Linked DNA regions of Mus musculus: region 1 is linked to region 2. A link is a contact called in public HiChIP or PLAC-seq data. All regions are on one chromosome and are shown on one strand. The core of a region is the stretch at or near the end of the contact, and the rest is flanking DNA. Distances in the headings are between cores, read along the strand shown.

Region 1 (6,212 bases), core at 2,815-5,314, 73 kb after region 2:
CAAATCTGTTCCCAAATGACTCTCCATAGAAAGGTCAGGTTCTCACTATGAAAACTGTTGTAGGGACACCATCTTAGACGTCCAGGAGACTTAGAGGGGAGCAGTGCTGAGGTGGGTCAGGGATATCAAAGCCCTGCAAACAAGATGGGAAACAGTGGCAATGGCTTACTTGCCCATCTTAATTTCACAGCTAATGTGGCTGTGAGCTTGTTTGGCATACCCATAAATGCCTTTAAAACTCCTATAAAGAGAGGCCCAGCATGGGAACACACCCTCAATGCCAGCACTTGGAAGGGCAAAGGATCTCTGTGAGTTTGAGGTTAGCCTAGTCTACATAGCCAGTTCCAAGGGCTACAGTGAGTCAAAAATGCAGAAATTCCTACAGGACCAAAAGAAATTCTTCCTGAAACCTTACATTACAAAAATAAAAGGAAGGCTGGTAAAATGAAAGGTAAAGACACTTGATGCAGGCCTGATGACCTGAGCTCAGGATCCTACAAAGTGGCAGGAGAAAACCTGTCTGCCTGGCCCTCCCATTCCCCTCACTTCCCCACGCACAGAATTAAAGTGGGACAATTACCTGGGAAATTATGGGTAACTCTGGTCAAAGAAACATTTGACATTTTGTGTAGTTAAAGCTTTATTTAAAAGTGAATGTCAAATGACACAGCTGAAGGGCCTCCTCATGGAAAATATACAAATACTAAATATAAGAGAGAAAACAGGAAATAATCTTATCTGCAAGAACTATAGCAACTTGCAACTTTTAAAAGTCACATTTTTGTGGGCACAAATTCACCAACTAAATATAATCTTATTAGCATACTTCTACAGTCTAAACCAAGACCCTGATTCCAAAAAAAGAAAACATTTTAAAGCACAAGGAAAAAACCACAAACTACCTCAGAATTTATTTAATTTTTTTTAATCAACAAAGCTCTTTTCATATAGAAATAAAAGCTGTGTGTCTAGGTTATTTTTACAGCAGTATTAACAGAGGATGGTGATCTATATCAGACTTCACTTATCAACTGTGCAACAACAGTGCAAAATTAATTAGGTAATTATTATACATTTTAAAGGCATTGGTAATATTTTATATCATTTTTATTGTGACAAGAAACACAGTCAGAGAGTAGCAAGCAATGAAAATCCCAAGCTTCCGTCACTGAATGCCCATCATGTGATAGGAACATGAGGCAGAAAGGCAGGAGAAAGGACTCTTCAAGTTTAGCAGTATAGAACAGTACAGGAACTGTACGGTGAGGGGCTGAGTCTGAGAGTCAGCCACAGAGCACTAGCCTAATATTGGCAAGGCTCCAGATTCTATTCCCAGAACCAGAGGAAGAAGAAAGAAAAAAGAAGAAAGAGGAGGAGGAGGAAGGAGAAAGAAAAAGAAAGGAGGAGGAGGAAGAAGAAGAAGGAGGAAGGAAGAGGAGGAAGGAGGAGGAAGGAGGAGGAAGAAGAAAGGAGGAGGAGGAAGGAGGCGAAAGAAGAAAGGAGGGGGAAGGAGGAAGAGGAGGAAGGAGGAGGAAGAGGAAGAAGAAGGAAGAAGGAGGAGGAAGGAGGAGGAGGAAGGAGGAGGAAGGAGGAGGAGGAAGAAAGGAGGAGGAGGAGGAAGGAGGAGGAGGAGGAGGAAGGAGGAGGAAGGAAGAGGAAGAAGAAAGGAGGAGGAAGGAGGAGGAGGAAGAAAGGAGGAGGAAGGAGGAAGAAAGAAGTGTGGTCTATGTACAGGGAGAACCAGGCCAGCCAGGCCTACACAGCAAGACCCTGTTTCAAAAAGTGCCTGGTAGAGCTACTAAGTCTAGGTCATAAAAATAATCCATGAGCATTACAAAACAGTAAAACAACTGAGAACTAAACTACAAACACACATTTAGAGGGGGAAAGATAATAAAGAGTGTAAAACAGACACAGAGACCAAATTCAGCCCCCAACTCAACAAAACCCCAGCGATGAGAATAAAAGTCCAGTCAGCTCTCTCCCTCTTGCGTTTGCACTATGAATTTCTTCACAGTGAAAAATACTGGGGAGAACATAAATGCAAAAGATCAAAAATAAAAAGGGAAATAATATAAAAAGAACTTCCCAGAGAAGAAAAAATAAATACATAAAAATAAAATCTTTGGGGAAGGGGCTGGAGGGTAGGTTGGGGGTAAGGGTGATACTCAGAGGGGACTCCCTCTCTCAGAGAAGGGAAGGAGAAATGGAGAAAGGATCTGCATGAGGAGGTACTGGGGGTGATATTGGGATATAAAGTAAATGCATGAGTGAATGAATGAATGAATGAATTCATCCATAATTTTAAAAGTGCTTAACTAAACAGGCTCACATTATTGTAGTTGACTGAACTAACTCTATTATTTGAAAGAGAGCAAGAACATACAGGTATTGTAACCACCTTTCTACAGTGACAGGTGCACAAAAAGGTCAGTCACAGCCACAAACCTGTGTGAGGGGTGAGACCCCTGGTCCCCACGCGATGACAGTCCTTCAGAAGCACTGACTTGTGTTACTCGATCCCAATCTCTACCAGAAACATCAGCATACTATTAAAAACAAAAAAAGCTAGCCTCAACTATACTACAAGCACAGGGACAGCCTGGGCTACACAAAACCCTGCTCCAAAACTAAACAAAACATTCGTTTAAAATAACTGCTGAACATAGCCATGATTCCAAGTCAAAGAAACTCCACTTCATGCCTGGATTTCTATTTTCAGTAAGCTGAGCTGTCTGACTACCCCAGTGTACCTACCCTCTGGACAGCAGGACAAGTGACAGCTAGAAGAAAAGCTAATGACAAGGTCAGAACAAAAAGCCACAGTCAAAGAATTTATACCCACAACCTTTTCAAAGCTTCTTCTAAATTATTTGATTATAAGCTGACAGCTTCATAGATAGGGATTAAAAGTAAAGTAAGATATAAATATGTTCAAACTCAACAGCATAAAAAATTACTCATGAATATTCTATGCCATATATTTATTGATCAAGCTTATATTCTCAGAAATTAAGATACCAAAAATGCAATGTGCCTTGCTCTAATAAATTCTTATTACTGGTCTATATCCATGAATGTTTCTTGTGTACCCAGAATTCCTTGTCATAAATGAAAAGCATTCATTAGTTTGTCATCTATGAGCCACAGTATCTTTGCCCTCACTGTCTTCTGATACCCCAGAGTCAAGGTCAAAGATTCCTACATTCTTTCTTACCTGAAACATGTCTGAGTGACAGCCAAGTCCTCCCTGGAATGTCCAGAAGAACGTACTACTGATTTAACTCCATTTACTGAATATACAGAAGGGTCCTACCAAGGGCTATGGCTATACTGTGTGCTGTATGCATGTGTACAAATATATGTTAGTTCACGCACTGTGCACACACATGGTGAGGACAGAGGCTGGTGTGCAGTATCTTCCTTTATCACTTTCCACCGCACTTACTTATTATTTGTGTAGTTACATGTGTGTGCATATGCACATGTATGCACTACAGCATATGTATGGCAGTTAGGTGACTCTCCTAAGTCACTCGTGGATACAGACTCGTGACTAGGTTGCCTCTTTCCTCCATGGGTTCCAGGAACCAAACTCAAGTCGTCCTGCTTCGGGAGCCTCCCTTTCAGCTGCTCAGCCACCAGCAGCCTAAGAACTCACTGTCTCTCGTCTCTCCAGGACTAGGATTCCAGGTGCACAGCAGCACATGAGTTTCTTTCTGTGGTGCTGGGAAACTCAACTCAGCTCCTCATATGTGCACAGAAGCCCTGAGCAAGCTGAGGCATTTCCCCACCTGGCGATGTTTCAATCTGTGATTATTTGTGTCTGCTGCAAGAGGGGTAAAGAGTTTGAAATGAATCACAAGAACACCCGTCAGCCCTCTGAAGTGGCTGTGGCACATGATACAAAAACAAAGTCCTGCATTTAACCTCCCAAGTCACATGCAGAAAGTCCTCAAACTTAGTGATCTTTAGTGGTGGTGGTGGCGGCAGCGGCTGTGGTAGCAGCAGCAATGGGGAGGCAGAGCATGAAGGAGGGCCTCAGCAGCCACAGCACAGCTAAGGCAGAGGGAGGGACAGAGTGGGCTGGGGCGACAGCAGGAGCAGGACTGACTCCACAGCTGAGAAGCACTAGGAGAGCTCCGACATACAACTTCCTGTGACTGTAGTAACAACCCAGGGGAAGGACACGCACTGCTCTACAAACTGACTTCAAAACATTTATTTAACCAACACTCCACGGTGCTTATCATGTAGTAACTGACTGAAGCACTCTACAATTCATTTAATCCTCTTTATAGCATAAGTACACACTATATCTGATAGATGAAAATATTAAGGCTCCGAGAATCTCTTACCCAAGTTACACAGCTAATTAAGTGGTAGAAACAGGAATCAAATACGGGTAGCCAGACCTCTAAATCCACACTCTTAATCACTCCGCTAAGCAGTCACGTGGTGTGGATGCATGACTGATTTTCAGGGTACACCATCCTAACTATGTGCTAGACAAATATCTAAAGTTTCATTATCAGGAGAATTATATTTGGTAGTAAAAACAAATCAGCACTCATTGGTTACCCAACACCAAGTGGTCAGCCCTGAAAACATACACACAAGTAACATGACATTAAGGTTATAGTTAATATATTTAAGAATACACAAGACAAGAGAAGTGACCATCAAGGCTTCTGGAACTCTTACTACAAGCAAGACAACATGTTAGATTCTGAAATAATTTCCAGGTGTGTTAATACTAAAAGTAACTTCTCCATGAAGAGAAAACTATGCAGAGTAAGTATGTCTTACACCAGTTCAAACAGTGCTGAGATGAAACAAAAGACATCTGAAGACAGCTTTACTGTCTTATAATTTCTTAAAGTACTAAAGGAAATTTTGTGTTCATATAAAAACATTAAAGAAAATATAAAAATAAGGAAAACTTAAAGAGATACTTCTGAAACCAGCAGGTGACTGGAAGAGAGAAGGAGGACTCTGGAGAAAAGGGCAGAAGCAGCCTTCACGCTCTATAGTAAGAAGTAACCAGATAGGATAACCGTGAAACGGGGGTTTGTCTGCTGTGCTCGACGTGCAATGTTTACAGCATATCTTTCTGTACAAGCACAACGAAGATTTCCTTTCCATCATAACCACATGAACAGATCTCTGCCGGTGCGTTTACTGTGTCTATTCTCAGCCCTAGGCTATTTTTGTACCCAATCTCAATTCGGAACTGGGATGCTATCTGTCTTCAAAATGCTGAGTTTCTGGCAGAAGCGCAGCTCCATGTCTTACAGAACTTTCATGCTCTACGACAAATCTTTTAAAGTGGAATTCTTATTTAGATGTAACTAAAACCACCTGTACATTTAAAGTATAAATCAGGACCTATTAGGTACACTGTTCACTGGTACAATGGATGAAAACTTGTCTCTAGTATGGAGAATGGTCCTGGTGTTTATTCAGCAATTTATCTTAGAGTTAAACAGGTTAATGCCTATTACTTACACATTTTATTTTAAGGAACTAACATTCCCAACTTAGCTACATAATAAATGCTATTATCCCACCACTAGAAAAGCAGAGAAATGTTACACAAAACTCTAATTTCCAAAACATTATGCCCAAACTGTCTACTACTAAATGTAGCCATCTTGCTTATCAGAATGCCACAGTATCACAAATCCAATGTCTATGCAGCCCTTAGGTAGCAGTCTAATACACCAAAGCGCATACGAACTTACTCCATTTCATTATCAGGTACTCAGTGATTTTCCATCATCACAAGAAGGGCAAGTACAGCTCAGTGAGCTGCTCGGGAGGACCAGGAATGGTGGTACACGCATGCAAGGCTAATATTCAGGAGGTTGAGACCGGAGTAGGGTAATGCCATCTATCTCAGTATCCGCCCAAACACAGAGTATACAGCATGAGTGTGCACCTGCCCACCCGCCCTCCCTCCCTCTCACCTCTCTCCCTGACTTAGACTGAGAAGAACTTTCAGGTAATAATACCTAGCTAAAATACCATTAGTTTGCCATTTTCTCTTTAATTTTAATACTACTAACTATTTAAGGTAAGTTCATCAATTTTCCACTTACCAGTATCTTGTTGCTGTTCTTCTTGATATGTTTACAAAATAAGGTAACTTCTTTTTAAAAGACAAGGTCTCTCTGTATAGCCCTGGCTGTCCTAGAACTATGTAGACCAGG
Region 2 (7,018 bases), core at 3,966-6,465:
CACTGAACACTGCTCTCTCTCTCTCTCTCTCTCTCTCTCTCTCTCTCTCTCTCTCTCTCTGTTATAAGTTTCCTCTCTGTGCGAGGTTGACCACAAGGAGCAGTTGAACGTAGGCATTTTGCTCCAGGGTATACAGCAATCATAATTCTGTGCCAAAACCAGTCAAATAAACCAAGTATTCAACTGCTCTCGAAGAAACACACAAGGTCTGTTTTCCAAGGGTGGTAATGTTTCCTTAGCTGTTTATTGTTGAGCCAATAAAGTTTGTGAATCCAAAAAATGGAAGAGGGAAGAGGAGGAGGAGGAAGAGGAAGAGGAGGAGGAGAAGGAGGAGGAGGAGGAGGAGGAGGAGGAGGAGGAAGTCAGCAGATAGACTCAAGGTCCTCTCTTTAGCAGCAGTCTTTGTTGCTTTCAATACTAAACTCTACCGCCACCTTGTGACTGCAGCTTGTGAACAGAGTATGGTAGTATCCCTCTGAACTCATCAAAATCTAATTTACAAAATATAGTAAAAACAGAAATTCTTTTTTTTTTTTTTAACTTTTAAAATCGTGGAATCAAACAGGTAGCGGTGACGAACGCCTTTAACCCCAGCACTCGAGGCAGAGGCAGAGAGGCAGAGAGGCAGAGAGGCAGAGAGAGGCAGAGAGAGGCAGAGAGAGGCAGAGGCAGAGGCAGAGGCAGAGGCAGAGGCAGAGGCAGAGGCAGAGGCAGAGGCAGAGGCAGAGGCAGAGAGGCAGAGGCAGAGGCAGAGGCAGAGGCAGAGGCAGAGGCAGAGAGGCAGAGGCAGAGACAGAGGCAGAGGCAGAGGCAGAGGCAGAGGCAGAGGCAGAGAGGCAGAGGCAGAGAGAGAGGCAGAGGCAGAGGCAGAGGCAGAGGCAGAGAGGCAGAGGCAGAGGCAGAGGCAGAGGCAGAGGCAGAGGCAGAGAGGCAGAGGCAGAGGCAGAGGCAGAGGCAGAGAGGCAGAGGCAGAGGCAGAGGCAGAGAGGCAGAGGCAGAGAGGCAGAGGCAGAGGCAGGTGGATCTCTGTGAGTTCGAGGGTAGCCTAAACAACAGGGAGAGTTCCAGGACAGCCAGGACTACACAGAGCAACCCTGTCTCAAAAAAATAATATAATATAATATACCAAACAAACAAACAAAATCATGGGATCAGGTTAACTAAATACCACTCTGTCAGGAGCTGTTTTGACGGATGGCTCTGGTTTCAGTCTTTGCTGGTGGTGTTTATACTGACAGCTGATGAGTTCATTCCTGTGTGAGTTGTACTTCTATCACTAATACAGTGATGGCTCTGAATGTGGCTGGATTCTTCATCATTAACCTCCCAGTGAAGACCTTTTCACACTGCATGAATGTTCAGAATACCTCTCGGGTCCCAGCTGTGGGGAGCAGCACACATTCCATCTTAGAATAGACTGTTCACAATAATCACATCGATACAGAAAGAGACATCAGCTGGCAGGATCAGGCAGTCACGGGAGGAAAGGGGAACCCCAGGCCAGTTCTGGGCACTTGTAGTTCTTTTTTAGCTGTAGGCACACAACTCACCTTACATTTAACTCACCTTATATTTAGGGAGCGCCTAGGGTGGGACAAGGACAAATGACTCCTCCCTCTGCGCCCCGGTTCAGCTGCTAGGGATACAGAGACGCGGAAGAGAGCTAAGGTAAAGCCCACCTCTGCAGAAGAGACGGCCAGGGGCCCGGGCAGCAAGGAGTATCATGGGTCAGAGACACAAGTCAGCAGAAAATTACTTCCAAATCATGAGACTTGAGCTCAACTACCCACCATCACTTGGGGGTTGGAGTGGGGCTGTTGGTAAAGTGCTGACGGGAAGTCCTGTGTGTTGGAACAAGGATTAAGGAAATACTCTACTTTTCCAACCCCGGAGCATTCCCTGCCCCTGCTGGGGTGAAATGGTATCCTCAGTGGCATGGGGGCCCCATTGTTAACTACCAGGTTCCCTGTGCCCGTTCATAACCGGTGTTCAAAGAGTATGTGACGTCACTATAAAGGCTCTCTGAGCCACTTGTCCCTCGTATGAGAAACGGCGTAAAACACTTAATCTATGTCTAAGAATTTTATATGCTATACCAAAGTATGTGGCACTGGGTTTAGCACTTAGCAGGTACTCAGTAAATAACAGCCAGGAGCAATACCTCTATTGTTATCATTTCTAGGGACAATGAGGGCGCTGCTTCATGACCATTTGTGGTCACCACTGGCTAGGCTAAATATAGAGGTAAGACCGCGCGAGCGCTCTGTCCAGAGACGACTTATTATAATAACACAAATACACAAAGCAAGGAGAGGACCCAAGATAACAGCCCTTGACATTCAAAGCCTAGCGAGGCCGGAAACTACCAGCTTCGGTCACAGTTCCGTGAGTAGGAAGTGAGTGGTGACAGGTTCCGAGGGCCACTCGCTGTCCTGGATGCTCCTGCCTGTGGCTCTGCTGGGTCTGTCACAGGGTAGCTGTTGGAAACGGAGCCTGGCGACTCTTCCCACCAAGTCAGGCTGCTCTTTCCCAAACAGCAAGCAAGCTGGTGGGCCAGGTTCTTTGTTTTCTGGGCTAGTTTTACATTTTATTTTGTTATTATCTTTGTTTTGTTTTTTAGATGGGGGGGTCTCACTCTGCAGACCAAGTTGGCTGGAAACTTGCCACGTAGTCTGGGCTGACCTTAAGTCCGCAGCAAGGCATCTGCCTCGACGTGTCAAGGACTAGGGTTACAGGTATACACCATCAGGCCCAGCCAAGTTTTAATTTTAAAATAATAAATGCCCTTTTAAAAAATTCTGAAGGCACTAAAGAGTGCGACTGGGTGGTTAACATCCCCTAATGTCATCCCAGGTCTCCAGGAAGATTTCTTGTAAACAGTCACCATTACTTCTTAACAAAAATATTTACTCTCACACAAGGATGTATGCATAATTTTTTATAGATGGAAATTATAGAATTGTCTGAACATTGCTTGGGTTTTTTTTTTTTTTGTTACAGACTTCCAAGTATTTTCTCAAGTCAATTTATATAGACTTATCTGTTTATCTTTAACAGTTATCTAGATTATAACAAGGTAATATAAGGAGATCTATACTCTAATAAGGTAATATAAGGAGGAGATCTATACTCTAACACAGTAATAAAGGAGATCTATAACACAGTAATATAAGGAGATCTATACTCTAACAAGGTAATATAAGGAGATCTATACTCTTAACAAAATAATATAAGGAGATCTGTACTCTAACACAGTAATATAAGGAGCTCTATACTATAACAGGGTAATACAAAGAGATCTATACTATAACAGGGTAATACAAAGAGATCTATACTATAACAAGGTAATATAAGGAGGAGCTCTATAGTCTAACACAATACTATAAGGAGGAGACTCATAACTTGGTCAATTCACTTTTCGCCTACCCAGATTCCATGGGGTGCTGAATGGGACACTGGGGCTGTGAGGAGGGAAGCGTCTGTCCCAGAGTTTACTCGGCATCCGGGATGACCCAAAGTGCTGCCAGTTTCAGCATGTGATTTGCACATACTTTGCTGACTTGTAAAGTCACCCCAGGTGACATTATTTGGCCAGTGAGTGGGGAAGACTCTGGAGGAGGGGGAGGAGCCTGTTTCCTGCTGTACAGCACAGAGCCACATCTGGGAGACAGTAAGCACTTCTGCATCCATTTCCAGTAGACAGATTTTTAAATTAATAGTTACCTTTATTTGTGTGTGTGTGTGTGTGTGTGTGTGTGTGTGTGTGTGTGTGTGTGTGTGTGCTTGCTCAGGGGTGGAGCTTCCCGCTCAATCGTTCTGCCACGCCCACTGGTGGAACGTGCCGCTTTGCTGTTTGGAGTCACACACGTGGTCACCCTGCTACTGAACTCCGAGATTATTTGGCGGGAATCGGGCCCCCTCCCCCTTCCTTCATAACTGAGTGTCGGAACAGTAAAATTGAGCTTTGATCAGAATGCCTGTCTTAGCTGCATCATTTTCTCTCGCCGCCTAGCCCCTCTTCTCTTCCAGGTTTCCAGAATGCCTTTCCAAGCTAGAACCCAGGCTATGATCTGCTGGCCGGACACAACATGCAAGATCCCACAGAGGCCAGAAGACAATGTTGGATCATCACCCCACACCTCACATCCAAAGCTGCCGTTAAAGACAGTTGTAAGCTATCAGATACAAGGGCTGGCTGGCGTGGATATGGCGTGGATATGAGGGCTGGCGTGGAACCTGGGTCCTCTCAAAGGGCAGCACGCGCTCTCCACCTTTGAGCCATCTCTCCAGCCCCCAGCAGCCAGACCTTGGAGGCCCTCGTTCTTGGAACGGTCTGGCTCATCGTTGCTTTTCTCAACTGGACGCGATTATGGACGAGAAGTACAGAGCTTTAATGGCCATTTAAATGGGTCTGGAAAGTGTTCCCACCTCTGGAAAGTGCCCCCCCCCCGGGTGCATTACATTCTAATGAATTAATTAATAATTACATTCTAATTAATCTATGCTTTTGAAGGCTAGTCAGCCTTCCTTCTTGTCCTTTGTCAAAGAGAGGATTTGTGTGTGTGTGTGTTCGTTTTGGCAGAAATGGAGACGGACCCCAGGGCTTCAATTCTGCCATACGAGCACCCTACCACTGAACTCCACTTCCAGCTCAAATGTACCCTTTTACAGTGTGGCAAGACGCTAGCTGGACACAAAGCAAGACTGTACAAATCAGAAGCCATTGCTTCTGATTACATATTGGTTAAGGCTTGTTGGAACTGGAGAAAATCTGTAAAGGATGTAGGCCTTTGGCAACACTTTGAAGGATGCATCCTGGAAAACTTAGCAGCGGGTTGTTGTTGTTTTGTGCCCCACTCAGGATTGAAGCAGGGCCTTGTTCGGGTTAGGTGAGTTGTAACACAAAGGAGATGACTATGCATTCAAATATTTACAGTTTTACCTACATAGTACAAATATAGGTGTTTTTCATTTTTACTTCTCCACCTTTGTCACAGTATTTTTTCAATTTGGGGGGGGGGGGCGGGAGATCAGGAGAGAGTAGATAAGAGATCAGGGCTTAAGTGATTAAAGACAAATATGTGAGTTGGACAGGACGTCCCAGACCCTGCCTGTCCGGCCTGTCACCAGACACTCAAGCTGCTATCAGGAGCACTTTATTCTGTCAAAGTGACTGGCTTTTGTCACCGAATTCCGGGTTATAAAGAGAGGGTAGAAGGGTTCCCGAGCAGTGAGCACAGCCAGCCCACTCCCTGACAGAGTTGGTGGGCAGGGGCTCGCCTTGCAGCCCGTTTCACATGGGAAACACCATCCGGGCCTTCGTGGCTTTCATCCCCACCGACCGCTGCCAGAGTTATGTGGTGGGAGACCTCCGGGAGATGCCCCTGGACAGGATGGTGGATCTGAGCGGGAGCCAGCTGCGTCGCTTCCCACTGCACGTGTGCTCCTTCACGGAGCTGGTGAAGCTCTACCTCAGCGACAACCACCTTCACAGCCTGCCTCCCGACCTGGCACAGCTGCAGAACCTGCAGATCCTGGCCTTGGATTTCAACAACTTCAAAGCTCTCCCCCGGGTGGTGTGTACCTTGAAACAGCTCTGCATCCTCTACCTGGGCAATAACAAACTCTGTGACCTCCCGGATGAGCTCAGCCTGCTCCAGAACCTACGGACCCTGTGGCTCGAATCCAACTGCCTCACCCGGCTGCCCGATGTGGTGTGTGAGCTGAGTCTCCTTAAAACCCTGCATGCCGGTTCCAACGCCCTACGTCTGCTACCCGGCCAGCTCCGGCGCCTGCGCGAGCTCAGGACCATCTGGCTCTCCGGCAATCAGCTAGCTGACTTCCCCTCGGTACTGCTTCGCATGCCCTTTCTGGAGGTGATCGACGTGGATCGGAACAGTATCCGCTACTTCCCCAGCCTGGCCCACTTGACAAATCTGAAGCTGGTCATCTATGACCACAATCCTTGCAGAAATGCCCCCAAGGTGGGCAAAGGGGTTCGCCGTGTTGGGAGATGGGCAGAGGAGACACCAGAGCCTGACCCCAGAAAAGCTAGGCGGTACGCACTGGCCAAGGAAGAGAATCAAGAGCCACCTCCTCCCCTTCTTCCTTCCAGCTCTTGAACAGCTGAGGTTGAAGGCCAATTCAAAGGTTACCCCACTGCTCCGAAGGCATCTCATTAGAGCGGAAGGGATGGTCCTGGCTCATCCCAGGGCTGATGGAGAGAAAGCCAGGTGAGATGCTGTAAAGGAATAGGGCGAAGAAAACATTTCCAGCCCCCAGCACCTCTTCCTAGGGGGAAGGTGTGTGCTGTTGCTGGCCTGGAATCCAGGGTGACTGTCACTCCTGTGCCAGAAGCAGTTCCTTCACACGAGCTATTTTGAAACACCAAAGAACAAGACCAGCCACAGCACTCTTCCACCACGCAGGAGTAGCTGGTCACAAGGCTGGTGAGTGCTTCAAAGACTGTATTTGTTAAAATAAAGAAAACAACGCCACCAGCTGCTCAGTGGCCTGTCTCTAGCTCTCTCTAGCTCTCATGCCTCTTTCCTTCCCGAGAACTTCTGCATAGTACCAATGTACTGCTGTTACTAATTTGGTTCCTGAAAGGGACAACTCTACCCAATCAGTCTTGATTCGAAGGAAAATAAAAAAAACAAAGCTGTGGTCACACAGCCTGAGCCCCTCCCCCCCCCCCCCCCCCCCCCCCCCCCGCACTTTAGCCCCTGCTGTAAATGCCACAAAGAAGTCTTTCCCTGAAGCTCTGCCTTCCAACTTCCCAGTGGTTCAAGCCGGTTCCACTCGTTTTCCCTCGTAAGGTTTGACCTAAAGTCCGCTCAGTTTACTGTCATCTGAAAAGCCAAGCCTTTCTTCCTCGAGACAGCCTCCTGATTCCTAGGGTGAGGGCAGGCTGCCCCCCAGAACAGAGCCATGCCTCCCGAGAGTCACACTTTGTTAAAGGTAGAATGTAAAAATCAGTTCACCTAAAACAAGTGTCTGAGTTTGAAGTGGAGGTCTC

The links. HiChIP or PLAC-seq counts read pairs in DNA pulled down with a chosen protein or histone mark.
Region 1: an H3K27ac HiChIP or PLAC-seq map of heart atrium shows a contact between it and region 2, with 5 read pairs. The contact joins the enhancer-like site here to the promoter of Lrrc10 in region 2. A contact is called at or near these places in 3 of 39 promoter capture datasets (embryonic stem cells, pre-B cells and second pharyngeal arch cranial neural crest), 1 of 15 datasets of contacts at CTCF or cohesin (CD8 T cells), 1 of 484 Hi-C or Micro-C datasets (the P5424 cell line), 1 of 115 datasets of contacts at active chromatin or transcription factors (heart atrium) and 3 of 9 other capture datasets (adipose tissue, liver and pancreatic islet).

The regions. Positions count from the first base shown.
Region 1 is chr10:117,114,562-117,120,773 of GRCm38.p6, forward strand. All of the region lies in intron 1 of Frs2 (fibroblast growth factor receptor substrate 2), which reads right to left. Among named protein-coding and RNA genes, the nearest start is that of Frs2, 31 kb to the right of the region's middle. Within about 2 kb of position 4,065, at least 70 of the 459 cell types and tissues checked have an H3K27ac peak or open chromatin away from gene starts, as enhancers often do. A contact at or near this core is called in CD8 T cells, the P5424 cell line, heart atrium and 1 more, where this site is marked.
Region 2 is chr10:117,040,126-117,047,143 of GRCm38.p6, forward strand. Lrrc10 (leucine rich repeat containing 10) reads left to right here and starts at 5,216. Exons shown (of 1, transcript NM_146242.2): 1 at 5,216-6,643. The coding sequence starts at 5,298. The coding sequence ends at 6,122. Gm10747 (a long non-coding RNA gene) reads left to right here and starts at 2,115. Exons shown (of 3, transcript XR_872056.2): 1 at 2,115-2,735; 2 at 3,431-3,670; 3 at 4,013-4,560.